2 separate regions of the Rattus norvegicus genome follow, and region 1 is linked to region 2. A link is a contact called in public Hi-C data. All regions are on one chromosome and are shown on one strand. The core of a region is the stretch at or near the end of the contact, and the rest is flanking DNA. Distances in the headings are between cores, read along the strand shown. Region 1 has its middle 200 kb from the start of Zfp608. Region 2 overlaps LOC108348794 (a long non-coding RNA gene).

Evidence for each region. Hi-C and Micro-C count contacts between places; a contact is called where the count stands out from the background.
Region 1: a contact with region 2 is called in a Hi-C map of Schwann cells, with 4 times the contacts expected there. The contact joins two enhancer-like sites. A contact is called at or near these places in 2 of 12 Hi-C or Micro-C datasets (Schwann cells and frontal cortex).

The regions. Positions count from the first base shown.
Region 1 is chr18:50,811,264-50,815,085 of GRCr8, reverse strand. No RefSeq gene overlaps it. Among named protein-coding and RNA genes, the nearest start is that of Zfp608, 200 kb to the right of the region's middle. Within about 2 kb of position 2,170, at least 41 of the 93 cell types and tissues checked have an H3K27ac peak or open chromatin away from gene starts, as enhancers often do. A contact at or near this core is called in Schwann cells, where this site is marked.
Region 2 is chr18:50,624,949-50,629,305 of GRCr8, reverse strand. All of the region lies in intron 1 of LOC108348794 (a long non-coding RNA gene), which reads right to left. Among named protein-coding and RNA genes, the nearest start is that of Zfp608, 19 kb to the right of the region's middle. Within about 2 kb of position 1,600, at least 4 of the 93 cell types and tissues checked have an H3K27ac peak or open chromatin away from gene starts, as enhancers often do. A contact at or near this core is called in Schwann cells, where this site is marked.

The sequences.
Region 1 (3,822 bases), core at 921-3,420, 190 kb before region 2:
TCAGAGCCCTGAAGACACAAGGAGGCCTGTGCAGCTCCCTGCTTTCCAAGTGACTAATAAAAGGTGTCTTGGCTGTGCTCCATTCCGGCAGGCAAATAGTGTGCCGATTAGTAAGTTACCTTGCCCTAACTCTAGCTGGATGAAAACAAATGACTTTCAGCAAACTCATTTTGTCTCCAACTCTTTGCCAGGAACAGAAAACAGATTCCTTGTGTTCCAGGGCAGAAGAGAAGCAATACCAAGTGGTAGATGGGGTCTGTTTTCTGTTCCTCCCAAGTTCAAAGAGAAGAATTGTTTGCTAGAACAAAATTCTCAAACTTAAAAAAAAAAAGAAAAGGATTCTTATCATTCATTTAGCTTAATAACACAACACGTATATTTGTCAATCAAATTAGAATTACTGTCAGCCCGTAATGCATTTTCGTTTAGCCAATATCAGTCAGTCCTGATTTATTTGCTTAATACAAAATCTAATTGAGTTTCAGGCTGCTTTCCTCTCAGCTGTTAACCGACCAAGTACATCTTTAATTTCCAAGAGCGATGGCGTGCTAGCCATAGAGAGGAAGAACGATCTGCAGCCGGCCCCAGAAGGGTGCCAAAACTCTTCACGCTTTAAACAACAGCCTTTATTATTCTGTAAGTGGATGTGTTGAATTTTCATGCTTTTGTTTCGAGTTCAGTCCTGACAGCAAAGAATAAAGTAGATTTTGCCAGCACCCCTGCTGTGCCCTGGGGGAGAAATTCAATGTGACTCATTTGTCTTAATTGGAGACCCGCCTTCAGCACCAGCTTCTTCTATGAATACATTAGCATAACAGACAAAATCCAAGCCTACTTTTGTAGCAATAGGCCCCCCACCCCTACACACACACACACACACACACACACACACACACATACTTTTTTTTTTAAAGACTAATAAAATCTGCAAGTGAAGTGGGTTTGGTCTCCTGGATTCCTTAGACTTGTGCTTGTAAAATTCATCAAGCTTGTTCTATCTCGGTGCTGTTATTAGAGCCAGTCATGAAGAATGTGATAAATATCGCACATGACAGCAAGCTGAAGGCCTCTCTTTATTCTTCATAATGTGCTAATCCCACAGCCTTGTTCTTTGACTGGTTATGCAGCTTTTTCCGTGGGGAGAGTTGGTTTTACACAGACGTGGCGACTGTGGAGCTGTTCTGAACGAGTGGGGAGGGGGCAGGGGACTTAGTGGCGAAAGAAAAATCCTTACTTAGGTGAATTTATTAACAGTAAAACAAATGTGGTTGTCTCCTTCAAGCCAGGATGTTAAACTCTTGCCAGTTTATGGGAGAAATATTCAATTTGTCTTCAGGTTTTTCATATGACAAAAGGGCTCCGTGTCTGGACAAACAGCCTGGCTGCTTAAATCATTTCCTTGCCCAGATCCCTCTCTATCAGATTGAACTAATGGAATTTAAAGGTGGCTATTTCAAAGGAAATATTTCCTCCCCATGTTCCCTGGGCCAGAGTTAATTCTTTGAGCACATCTGTTCACCTTGTTTGCCTCGGCCAGTGTGTGAAGGAGATGAAAAGCGAGGAAAAAAAGTATCCCCCCCCCCAAGAAAAAAAAAATATATCCTGGAAGTGTATCTGCCTCTCAAAAATTACCTAACAAATCTCTATCTGTCTCTGTCTCTTTCTCTCTCCTTCCGTCCCTTCCCCACTCTCTCTACCTCCCCCAACACCTCCCTCCCTCCCTTTGCCCCCACTTTCCTTGTCTGCAACTAACATTCACCACCTCATTTCCTAGAATGCTTCCAGGAATTTCAAATAAGATAGGGTATTGGGTCTGTGGGTCTGTGCGCTTTTGTTCTTGCTGTAAAGCACTTGTTTTGTTTTGCATTATTCTGTATGCCCACTTAAAAATTAAATACAGTTTGAGTCAAGTCCTCCCGGGTAAAGAGAAGGCAAAATCATTTTTGGAATAATAATGAGGAGATACAGAAATTCTTATGACCCAGAGAGAATCAATTCTTCCTTCTATGTAAATCCCAACAGGAGTTTTGCCACATTTAAAAGCTGAGATGGCTTCCTAAGAAGCTTCCAGGGAAAACAGAGACTGAGGCTGGCACCTCCCACCCCTGGCATTCTCCTCAACCCAATAAACAATTGACAGGCTGTGCTGAGGCAGTGTGTGTCAGGAACTGGGAAAGAAAGGTTTGCTTTCTTGTGTAAATGAATATAAAAGGAATCACTTGGCTTGATCGGTCCTGTAAGAGGCCGTCAGCTGGCCACTTTATTGCTTGTACCGTTTACATTACAAGAGTCACAAGCAGGTTAAGGGGTTTATCTGATAATTCTCCTTGCTTTCTAAACAAACATTCTAGCCACAGGGAAAGTTTTTTTAATCACCCAACTCCTCCAGTAACTCACACCCTGTCCTGTCTGGGCCAGGAGGAGAAGAGTCATTTTCTGGGAATCCATTTTCTCACTCCCGTCATCTCAAACTCCTTGTTGTATGATGGTAGGCTTCTAGCAGTGTCCAGATATTATAAGGAATGAGAAATGAGAGGCGAGAAGACAGAAGTGAGGGCTGGGGCGAAAGGTTTTCCTGGGAGGTTGTTGCTGGGATCATTATATATAATTTACAATTGAAGAGGTTTCTTAACATTGGGAGTGATACCCGTTCATTATATCAAGGTGAGGAAGTTCCAATACCAATAAAAATAAATACATAAAAGCCACTGCTGTGAGAACCCTATGGCAGAAACACAGACAAACGTGTGTCTTTCCACAGTGTCAGAATTTCACTGAACAACAATACATTCACTAGGATTAGCAGTGTCAGTGCTCTGTAGCCTCGCTGAGGTGAATCGAGACTCTTTATTCCAATCTTAGTTACTAGTATTGTCTTTTACTTCCCACACTATGGAGTAAATACACACACACACACACACACACACACACACACACACACACATCTATTTGTGTGTGCATGAGGTAGTGGATGGATGCTTGCCAAAGAACGACAGCAGAATTCATACTTTTCCAAGTGGGCTGAGAAAGTATGTATTGATAGGGGGACAAACCAGACCAGTCTCCAGTGGGGACTGGGCCTGGAACTGTTGGAATCTGGTCTGTGAGAGAAGGTACAGGATTCATCAGAAGGGTTGAAGGCTGAATGTGATCAAGAAAACAATCAGGAGCTTGAGACAGTAAATCTGTTCCAGGTGCAAATGGACAGGCAGGAAGTGCCCGGTAGACTGTGTCAACATCTGGAGGGTACAGAAGTCAGGGAGTCCTTGTTTGGAGACTCCAGGTATGAGATGTTCAGTCATGATTTTCATGTTGGATATCCACCACTTTATTGATCAGGTAAATGAGTTACCCTTGTTCCTTGGTCTAGTGTGCCTAGTAAATTCTTGGGGCTGGACTATATGCCCACATGTTCCCACAGTTTCAATTCTATTCCATAGATTTATAGGGTGGCTCACTGTGTATTTCAGGAATAAATCATCTCTCAGTCCGTGCTGGAGGATGCTGGACAGATGGTATAGTTTTTGCCTCCACCCATGAGCTACCGACTCAAAAGCTACCTCGTGAAGTGGGGTTTCCTAGTACAGTGCACGACCTAAAAGACATCCATCCATACAATATGTAGTAACTTAGGGTAGGGCATAGCCTGATCTCAACAGCCATGCATGGATGTTTCTTTATAGTGCTCTGGTTTCTGAGAAATACCCAGAATTTGTCACAGACACAAACAAATTTATATTTTAAAAAGCATCAATGGCGTGTGGCTCTGTGGGATAGCACTTGCCTGGTAAGTAGCAAGACTCTAGGTTCCATCACCTAGCG
Region 2 (4,357 bases), core at 351-2,850:
TTTCGTGTCCCCAGCAGCATCTTGTCTAGTCCAGGAACCATATTCTAAATCTAACTACCACCTTCACTCGGTCTCTTATTTTGAACTTGAAAACTGGTTCCAAGGAAAATTATGAGTTGCTTAAACATCAGAATAATCTTGTCACTGTCTTGGATGTGCAGCTGTGGACAAGCCACATGCTAACTGAATTTCCAAGTTTTCATCATTAAATGAAGAGTTGTTGAGTTAGAATCTCCTTGAAGGGTTGTGATTGCACATCAGTGTTAAGGTGTTTTCCCAGCATGCCCCGTGTTTGCTTCTCAGTGTGGAAGAGGAAGAGGGGAGGTGGGAAAGGAGGGGGAGAAATAATAAATCAAGAGTGTTCTTTTAAGTTATTTCCAACTAAGAATGTTCGATTTTAATAAGTAAACGTTTACATCTATATTTTATGAGTTACATTTTCAAAGAATTTCTACTGTTGCAAGGTATCGCATCTCACCATTTTCTCCAAAGTTAGGCTACCTGACCAAGACTTTATATGTGCTGTTCTACCTCAGTATCTCCTACACCTGAAGATTTCTAACCCTTTGGCATGTTTATATACATATATACATAACGATGTGACTCATCTATCGATTCCTACCAGAAGCGCAATCTGAGGTTTAGTATTAGAAAACCAGTAAGACCTATTTTAAAGTCTACAGTGTTCAAGATGGATTTCCATCAGATGCCAGGTTTGGTAGCTTCACTGGACAACATAGAAAGAAACAATGCAGCTGGGCAGTGGTGGCACTTACCTTTAATCCCAGCATTTGGGAGGCTGAGTTAAGTGGATCTCTGTGAGTTTGAGGCCAGCCTGGTCCAAAAGAGAGTTTCAAGGCAGTCATGGACTCACAGAAACCCTGTCTCAAAATAAAAGGAAAGGAAAGGAAAGGAAAGGAAAGGAAAGGAAAGGAAAGGAAAGGAAAGGGAAGGAAAGGAAAGGAAAGGAAAGGAAAGGAAAGGAAAGGAAAGGAAAGACATTTCATGGCCTCTGTGGAAATCTGTGTTTCTTAGGTCTCAGAGAAAATAAGTGAAGGCCTTGCAGCAAAGCTTCTGTGAACCCCTTCCATCTTCCAATTTCTACCCTCTGCTCTGTTCCTAAAGCACCTTATAGAAACTACAACATTTTCCTTACACCAGCCATAAAACCGGAAAACCTGACTTTAACCTCCAACTTTCTGTAAATGCTGGCCATAAAAAAATTCTTTGACCTCCTTGTTTGACAGTAAGTAATAAGACCCCCATTCTAGAATACAGTTCACTCCATATCCAGGAGGAAGAGATTCTACAAAAATATAAGTGCAAGAAAAATCTGAACAGACAGGCCTTTCTCGTTGACCTGCTCTGCCTATGCCTAGTGATCCAATCATTCTCGTCCACTCTAAGTTGTTTGCTTCACTGAGCCTTAGCGTGACATAGATGTTTTCCCCTGAGTCTTTCTCCTGAAGGCTTCTATGTCACATAGAGCTATGAGTGACTAAATCTGGTGTGCTTTTCATGGTGGCTTGCATTTGGTTATAGAGGTGACAGCTGTAGGTCTCATGAGGGACAGGAGAGGCATTGTTCTTTCCCACTTACACAGCTTCATGACTCAAAGTACATTTAGTCACAGTGACTTCTATGACCCTCACAACAATCTAATGAGATAAGTAGGGCGAGCTTATTGTCCCAATTTATACGAAAAAAAAAAAAAAAAACTAGGGCACAGAAGAAAACTGAAGTGGCTTGCCCTAGGCAATACAGTTGATTAGTAGCAAGTAGGACAGGAACCCAGGATTCTAACTCCCAATCGACGGTTATTTCCAAGTTGTCTGGCCCTATTCTTAGCAACTGACTTACCCCGTGAAGTGCCCATCACCAAACCTCCAGAGCAGGAAGAGATCTTTCCTATCCACTGGCCACATGACTTTCTTTGTATAGAACTTGTCTTAGACTCAGTCATGAAAAAATACATACATCCATGTACTTCCCTACAGATGAAAAGGTAATGGAGTTACACAGATGTGGCTTATAGTTGCAGATGTGACGTGTTACTAGAGATCAAGACACTGGCTGTGCTCTGCTTTTGTGTACTCTTGCCTCCTCCAATAAGTCCCCCCTAGTGGGATAAGTGTGGAGTTCTTGAAAGAACTATGAGGCCAGATGTTCACGCTTACTGACTTAAACATACCTGCCCAATTTTATTGCTGTTACAATATGTATTTTGACACATAAACCAAACCAGGATAATTAGTAAATCAGAAAAAACCCTCTATTAATACAACTATCTATGTTCTACCTATATGCCCAAGGAAATTTCTTGCGTACGGTCCTGTAGAGTTCTCAAGGCCTCTGTTTTTGTTTCCCATTGGTAACTTCCTGGTTAGAGCTGGATCAAAGTTTGGAGAGTATTTATTTCAGATCTCTTCACTGAAACAAGGCAACTGACACTCAGTTTAAATACCACATGGCTTAGAAATTTTGTCATCCAAAAATACTTGATGTGTTCCCCTCGAGCCCTACGGAGAGAAATATGTCTTTCCTCCCTTTGAAGGGAGTTTTCCCAGTGACACATTTGGCTCTTGTAACCAACTATCTGGGGTTACAAGTATGAGTTTTTAGTATTGGAAGTCCTCCAGTTATCCACTCTGACCCAACAAATTAGGAAAAGGAGTCATCCGAAATGACGAGTGTATGTAATTTTAAAGACTGGTTCATAAAGACCATGCAATTCACTGTCAAAGACCTAGAGTTCCAAGGCCACTGTACTAGAATGGTCATGAGTGCCATTTTGACAAGGTGCCAGACTGTGAGGGCAGTTGCTTTGGACCTTGGAAACCAGACCGTGCTCTAGCTCAGTTCTGCTAAGTCACCTCCAGTGACATCACATCAAACACAAAGGTCCACCAGGAAGGTATGCTCTTACCAATGCCAGCCAAAATTGTGAACCACATCGGATTCAGCTGTCCTTGAAGCTTGCAGGACTGAGCATTGCTTGACACAAAACTATAGACAATGAGAACCCTGGTTGAAACTACAAAGATTGTCAGGATACTTCATTACTGGCTCAGTGTTCTCTCTACCAGAACCCAGTCCTGTGATGTGTCCTTCCAAAATTATTATGGATTCCCTTTCTGAGCTGAGATGCAGCTGTATAGACATTACTTTTTTTTTTTTTTGGTCTACATAAAGTAAAATGCATTTTAATAAGAAAATGAACCTAAGAATGACATTTTTAAAAAGACATATAGGCTTTGCTCATGGTATATTTTTATATTACCCTTGGATAATCACAGAAGAGAAATTTGAGAACAATTTGAACAGAGAAAATTTACTCTAAAGAGTTAAACAGAGGCTGAAGTGATAGGTCCAGGTTATGAGTACATAGTGCTCTTCCAGGGGACCTGAGTTCAGTGTCTACAACCCCAGTAGAATGTCACACAGCTGCCTGTAACTCCAGCAGGTATAATAATCTCTTCTGGGATCTTTAGGGTGCCTGAATTCAATACAAAAAGAGAGAGGGAAACAAAAAAGACACCCACTCCCCAAAAAAACAACAAAACAACAAAACAACAAAACAAAAAAACAATCCGTAAGGGCCGAACATATGAATCACTGGAAGAGTACTTGCTCTCCTCACTCCTATTCCTAGTTCTGGGTTCCTGGAGTAACCTCTGGATCTTTGCATAGGTTCTAGGGATCCAATCTCAGCTCTCTTTCTCTCAGTCTGAATAACATCTTTTAAAAAGGGAACGCTCTATTCCACTGGAGTGCAAGTAATTTCTCCTCAGGAAACTGCTTTTTAAAAAATCCACCCTTCTGTTGTACATATTGCCTAGGAGGTAGCCAAGGGAAGCAGTAAGGCCCAGCCATGGCCAACCTTTTGACAATGCAACATAACGCCATTGTCTACAAAGCTAACACAAACCAACTAAACACACATAACCACGTATGCATGCATGTACCACCTCATAATTTTTTCAAAGTTTATGATTTTGTGTTAGGCCATATTCACAAGTAACCTTCAATACACATAGCCCAGGGGCTTTAAGTAATACTGGTGTGTGAGAATAGGCCACTGAATGTTGTTGGATGTTCTCTACTGCAAGATCGTGCGGCTCTTGTTGCTCAATACTGCTGCTGTAAGAGCCTTCTGTGCTTCAGGAGCCTACCAGCTGAACATGCAGAAACCAAACACACAGTCCTTTCCTTCTGCAATTCTTCTTCAGTACCGTCAGCTAATACTGCTCAAGAGTGTGTCTGTCAGCAAGGGAAAGCAGGGTTTAGATTAAAGGGTTCAGATTCACCTCACCTAGCAGATAGAACGGGTCAACTGAGTGCAGCAAGTGTAAGAAAA